Regions from separate parts of the Gossypium arboreum genome. Here region 1 is linked to region 2. A link is a contact called in public Hi-C data. All regions are on one chromosome and are shown on one strand. Each heading gives the region's core, a stretch centred on a gene start, on an enhancer-like site or on the middle of the called end of the contact. The rest is flanking DNA. Distances are from core to core; before and after follow the strand shown. Region 1 has its middle 13 kb from the start of LOC108487466. Region 2 holds the start of LOC108456596 (choline-phosphate cytidylyltransferase 1-like).

Region 1 (3,309 bases), core at 596-3,095, 220 kb before region 2:
AGAAACAAAAAAAAAAGATTAAATCTAAAATTTTGGAAATTTTATTGCAAAAATTAATATAATAATAGATGGAATACAAAATTAACCTTGGAAATTTAGGTTGTTGAAGAGATATTTGAAATTAAAATGAACAGTTTTGACATATTTTGATGGATTCTTAATTGAATTTTATTATTTAAGAAGTAATTTTGAAGAAAAACATCTACTTAATTGCAATTGGAAAAAGTTAACCAATGAAAAGTATGTGTAAAATATTAGTTATTTAAAATATCATTATATTTTTTAAAACTAAATTAAAAGGTAAAACGAATGAAGTAATTAAATTTAATAATATTAAATTTATTTGTAATCTTTTAATAAAAATACTATTAATATTTTAATTTATTATCTAAATTAGGTTAACACATATCAACATGTAAATAGCTATAAAAATTTGGTTTCGTGTATATGATTTTGAAAATTTCAAATTATTTAGAATTTACAAAATAATAATTTCATGTGCATTAAAAAGTAGCCCAATTAATATTTTAATATTAAATTTGTTAACTAAATAGACTGATCATTTGTGAAGCAAAGAAATAATCTAAAACTCAAACTTTTCATATATACAAGAGAATTTTATTATAATATATATATATATATATATATATATATATATATAAATTTTTATCTGGTGTAATACACGGATTTACTTTGTATAAAATATTTAAAATATAATATATTTGTAAAATTCTAAACATGCACAAATGTTGTGGAAGACAATTATTCAAATTAAACAACTAAAATATGTAGATATAAAACTCATGTTAGTTTGGAATATAATTGATCTTGTTAAAGATGAATATTAGTTTTAATAATAGGATACATGTAAATTGATACACTTAACTAATTTAAAATTAAAAATATTAAAAATATCAAATTATAACATGTCATCTAAAAAATAACTATAATTAACGATTAAGTCGTTATTATCATAAAATTAACATTTCGTTAAATAATTAGGGTTTTGTCGATTGAGTTTTAGTTTGATGGGTATTGGCATCGTTATTAGTGCAGGAGGACGTAGGTTCGAGTGAGCTGAAACGCATTATTTCCTTATTTAAGAGTTGAATAGGGACTATTAGTAATTCTAGGCATTTTACAATTAGGATCTTTAACAATATCAAATTATATCACCTAAATACTACAAAATATTTGCACATTGAATCCAAGCCATAAGAATATAAAAATATTTCCAAAGTAGAACAAAATTTGTATAGTTATAAAGCTTTTTCATATAAATTAAAATGTTATTCCAAAATTAAGTAGCTCCATAATTGAAGTCACAAAATATGGAAGTATTTACTTTTTAAATTAAAACCGATAAATCAAAACATAATTCATGTTCTTTTAAAATAAAAAAATCCATAATTTTAATTAAAATTTTAAAAACAAATAATAATAATAATAATTTATGTGAAAACAATTTTAAAAAGCCAAAATATTTGACAATAATGATTAATTAAAATTTTCTAATTTTTTAATTTTATAACTTCCTTATACTTTAATTCTTTATTAATGTAAGATAATTTGATAATATGACATAAAATATTATACATATATTTTTAAGATTGTTATAAATATTGTTTTAAACCATATCACAAATCACAATAACATAGAAAAATAAAACTATATCGACATTTAAAATTGCAAAAAAATTCAAGACACAAATATTCAAATAATTACAATTGAGAATTGAGAGTTCAAAAATAAAAAAAAGGGAGTATGGTATTATCTATAGAAGGCCCAACCCACAACTAATAATGGCCCGACTGGTCTAGTTTGTAATGGGCTTTAGATATGCTTTTCAAAGTCCAATTAGATTGGGTAAATATTGAGGCCCATCGAACTCGAAATAGTCAAACTGGATCCTTCAAGGATCTCCTTAACATTAAATTTTTTTATTCACATCTTTCTACTCCTGAAACGAAGTCCTCCTTTCCTTTTACTGTAGTTGAACCTTTTGCCCCTTCTACTGCCTCTGCCATTGTTATCCTTGCTGTCCCGCGTCCACTACTGTTGTGATTAGAACTATTCATAGGTCAGGTTGGATTGCCCAAAAGATGAGAGGGTTTAAGTAAAATATAAGCTCAAAAAATGAGCTTAGGTAAAACTAAGACCAGTTTAGAAAATAAGCCAGGCTTTGGGTAATGTTTTCTTCGTCCAAATCTGACTTAACTTGAATTTATAATAAAAAAATCCTACTATTTTGCTGTTATTTTTTCATGTTTTGATGTTGTTCCCACTTTTTGTCATTGTTTTGTTACTATTTCACTATTACGTTGTTACTATTTTATTGTTAATATTTGAATAGTGTATAACACTTATTTTATTGTTAATTTTGCTACTATTTTAAAAGTATTTGCTTGTTAACTTTTTTAAAAAAATTATTTTTAATTTGTTGGGAAATATTTATTTTAATATTTTTAGTGTATTTGGTGTATTATATATATTTTAAATTTTTATATAATTTTGTTTAAAAAATTAATACAAACGGATCGAGTCGGACTCAAATTTTAACATTTTTATTCAGACTGTTTCAAGTTTAAGCCTATTAATTGAGTTTAAAATTTTATTAAGATCCGACCCAAACTCAACCTAACTGTGATAACTATCAAACATGCCTATATTGTTGTACATGAACTTTTATGGGGTTTTTATGGTTGTATTTTGCAGGGAATGGTAGTGATCTTAGAACAGGTTTATGGCTTAATTAACAGATTTCAAAGTCTTTAAGGGTTCTTGAGGCTGTGAATATCTAAGGGTTAATGAGGCTATTTAAGGTAAGGCCTATGTTTTTTTTTCTTTTCCATTTTTTTAACCAGCTAGTTCATTTCATTTTTTTTTAAATTCTCAACCCGTGCTGTCAATATTTTAAACAACACCAGTTTAAAAAAATAAATTTTTTATTCTTATATTGTATTGTTTAGTATTTAAAAGAAAATATTCATTTTTTGAACTTCTGAAAAAGTGACATCATTTAAAAAATTCTTTCACCTAAAATGTGACTTAAATTTACTTTAAAAAGCATACCATTCACGTAATTTATAATATGCCTTATTTTCATAATTATTTTTTATATTATTTAAATAAAAACCCAAAAATTATTGGAATTCTTTTATTTGTTCAATAATTCTATTATAAATTATATTATTTAGAAATCTTGGTTGGTTGATCATTGCAAATTACCGGTTGTAATAAAACAAATTACCATAATTTTTAATGATAATCACAATTAAGAGTGACATCATATAAGTAAATATATATTGT
Region 2 (3,401 bases), core at 628-3,127:
GTTGTAAAAGAGCCTATTTATAGGCTAAATTCATAGGTCAAATAATAATAAAATAATCTAAACTAATTAGTGTTTGATTGAAATAAATAAACAGAGTTTAATTAGAAGATTATTTCTCAAATTTGACTGAAATAGGAGTCATACTTAACAAAAAACATGTACCATTCTACTGAAGTTTATAACTATAAATATCACAAAGTAGCTCAGTTTTGAAAACTTTTAAATCTTCTGTTGTAACTGTAAAATTATTTTCTTAACAGATTTTTTTCAACAATAGAAGACATAAGATTCCTTATGCATTTGGTTGTAAACATTATGACTAAAGATATACAAAAAAGTTAATCATTCATTTATGGTCTATTACAAATCTATGCACATCTTATGAGACATGCAACATTTACCAAAGAAAATCACAAATTTAGGATATGACCACGAAAGCGGAAAATGAATAATTCAAAGTCTGTTACAGTCTAACGATAGAAACTCCAAGGACTATTTTATGGACAATACATAGCATGCTTTCTTATCATATTCAATAACATTAGCTCTCATGCTACCTACTTTGCAATCACGTCCAATGTCCTCAAATAAAAAAAAAATTCTAAGTACATGTAAAACCTAAACATGAAAATTTTTAAAAATTGAACAAAAATTACTAAATATAGAAAACATGCATGAAACATTCCAAAATCCCCCCTCGCAATAAAATCAAACATTGTCTTCAATATTTAAAAGTATATGGAAAAGGTTGATTGAATCTTAGTTCGACTAGCATTGGCATTGTTGTCAGTGTAAGAGGACATGGATTCAAGTGTGTTGAAGCGCATTATCCTCATATTTAAAGGTTAGAGAAGGGTATTTCGATTTAAGCTCGAATCTACAAATAAAGGCAACTACTTCTCCACAAATGATTTGGACAATTTTTGACTCCAAACATGTGGTAAACCTATAAAGATTCAAACAAAACAAAACATAATAAAAATTCTAATTTTAAAAAAATATACATAATATCCTAAATAGTTATTACATGCCCCTAAAATAAAAATAAAAGTAGAATTTGATCTCTCCAAAAATTAAAATTAAAAATACTCTTTTGAAGCTTAAGATTGTTTTGGGCACAAAACTCCTTCACCATTATTATCCTTCTCAAACAAGGACATATTCGCCAAATCTACCAATATTTTTTTCATGATTCTCGTGAAGGTCTGGCTCCTTCCCTTCTCTATCAATTCTCTTTGATACTTCTCACAACATCTTTTCATTATGTAGATAGTAAATTCTCTAATTGTCTTCGATTTTGCGTCTCTATGTTGAACTTTATTCTCACTTTTGGAATAATAAGTCTCAGATCCTCAATTGAATGTATTATTCTACATGGAGGTTTTGTTTCTCGTACTCCGAGGAGAGCCTGAAGGGTTCACAGAGTATAGAGAACACCTCGATTGATATAGATATGACTTGCAATATCACGGGAAGGTTTCAATATTGTTAGAAATATTAATAATGCAAAATGTGGCTGCCAGAGATTGAACCATCAATAAAGGCTTTTATACCTTACCTTAGCATACCTAAGTAATCTCTATACTCTGTGAGCCATTCGGGCTCTCCTCAAAGTGCAGGAGACAAAATCCTCACATAGGACACATTCCATTGAGGCTTTGAGACTTAATCCTTTCAACATCCACTTTATAAAATGATAATATCATTTGATACATAGCATTTTATGATTAATTGGATATTTTAATCAGTTTTTTAACATTTAAAGGATTAAACTGATAAATTTTTTATAATATTTGAGAATGAAGGGGGTAAAAAAATTTAAACCCAAGTTAATAAAATGATATAAGACTGTATTAAGTCAAGGTTAAATTATAAACGCAAAGAGTAAAAGAGGAAAAGAAATTGAAATAAGTAAAATAGAAGCGTAAGAAGCGCGTATGCATTCTCAGCCAGGCTGTGGGTTCAGAGGAAAGCCGAAATCCAATTTATATTATTATTAGTATTATTATTTATTATTATGAGACAGAAGAAATAACAGAACTCCCAATTTCCTTTTCCCTTTTTTCTTAATTCTAGAATCTCCGCCATGAGCAACAACGGTAATAATAGCAACAGTTCCGATCCCGATCGCCCTGTCCGTGTTTACGCCGATGGGATCTACGATCTCTTCCACTTCGGCCACGCTCGCTCCCTCGAACAAGCCAAGAAATCGTCCGTTTTAATCCCTTCTCTCTCTCTCTCTCTCTCTTTTTTCTATGTTTGATTTTATTACTTTTCTGGGTATCTTTCGAATTTTCCCGTGATTAATGGATTTCTTTCAAAATCTTCATGTTTGGTTATTTTTTATCTGTGTAACTTTTCTGGGTTTTTTTTTTTTATGTCAAGTTTTTTAAATTTTTATTATGTTTGTTTGCATAAAAGATGCTTTTACTTGATGTTGTATATCCACAACTTCATGCTTGGATTGCTTTTTCCCTGATTATGCGATTCAATTTTGTGAGATTTTAGGTTTCCCAATACGTATTTGCTGGTTGGATGTTGCAATGATGAAACAACACACAAGTACAAGGGCAAAACTGTTATGACCGAATCAGAACGTTATGAATCCCTTCGCCATTGCAAGTATAACTCTCAGCCACTCTGTTTATTTTACTGAAAATATTATAAAAAAAAAGATCACCCAGGATGCATATTTGAGGTATAGTTTGGTTGTTGCTTTTGCTACTTGAGTTTTGCTTTTGAGATTTTCAAGAAAATTTTCCTTTCGTTGTGAAAGTAGTAGATTTGAAGAATTAAAATTGTAAAATTTTTGGATTAGGCTTAATTTTACTATTCAACGGAATAATTATGTTAGAATTTGATGTTGTGTTATTTCTTTTCTTTTAATCAATTATTGCTTTTAGGAAGTAAAATCTCGGTAAATTTCCTTTAGCAAAGGCTGCAATCTAGTGGAACCTGAAATATAGATTTACTTAACTTTTTGTTTACACTTTGAAGTAAATCAGTTATCTTCTCTTACAATAAGATTTTTCATTTTTGCTTTGCAAAATGTGAATTAACTTTGTTCCTCAAAATAACTGTTAATTCATTTAGTGAAACCTTAAATATAGATTCACTTTGAATGACTTCGTTATTTATTTTGTTACAGGTGGGTTGATGAAGTCATTCCTGATGCTCCATGGGTGATCGATCAAGAATTTCTGGATAAACACAATATTGACTACGTGGCTCATGATTCACTTCCGTAAGGCTAGACAATTCTTGCTTTGAGATTAAATTATTAATGTTGACTGTGAGGGTGTTAAGAAAATAAATATATAAATAAAAACCAAGGGCCTAATTGTATAAAATTTCCTACTACTTTCTAGTTCCAGATAAATATGTAAATACCCAGCATTAAA

What was found. Hi-C and Micro-C count contacts between places; a contact is called where the count stands out from the background.
Region 1: a Hi-C map of leaf shows a contact between it and region 2, with 2.6 times the contacts expected there. The contact joins the enhancer-like site here to the promoter of LOC108456596 in region 2. A contact is called at or near these places in 2 of 5 Hi-C or Micro-C datasets (both in leaf).

Annotation. Positions count from the first base shown.
Region 1 is chr7:14,076,842-14,080,150 of ASM2569848v2, reverse strand. No RefSeq gene overlaps it. Among protein-coding and RNA genes, the nearest start is that of LOC108487466, 13 kb to the left of the region's middle. Within about 2 kb of position 1,845, at least 1 of the 2 cell types and tissues checked has an H3K27ac peak or open chromatin away from gene starts, as enhancers often do. A contact at or near this core is called in leaf, where this site is marked.
Region 2 is chr7:13,856,702-13,860,102 of ASM2569848v2, reverse strand. LOC108456596 (choline-phosphate cytidylyltransferase 1-like) reads left to right here and starts at 1,877. Exons shown (of 8, transcript XM_017755146.2): 1 at 1,877-2,211; 2 at 2,509-2,622; 3 at 3,149-3,244. The coding sequence starts at 2,087.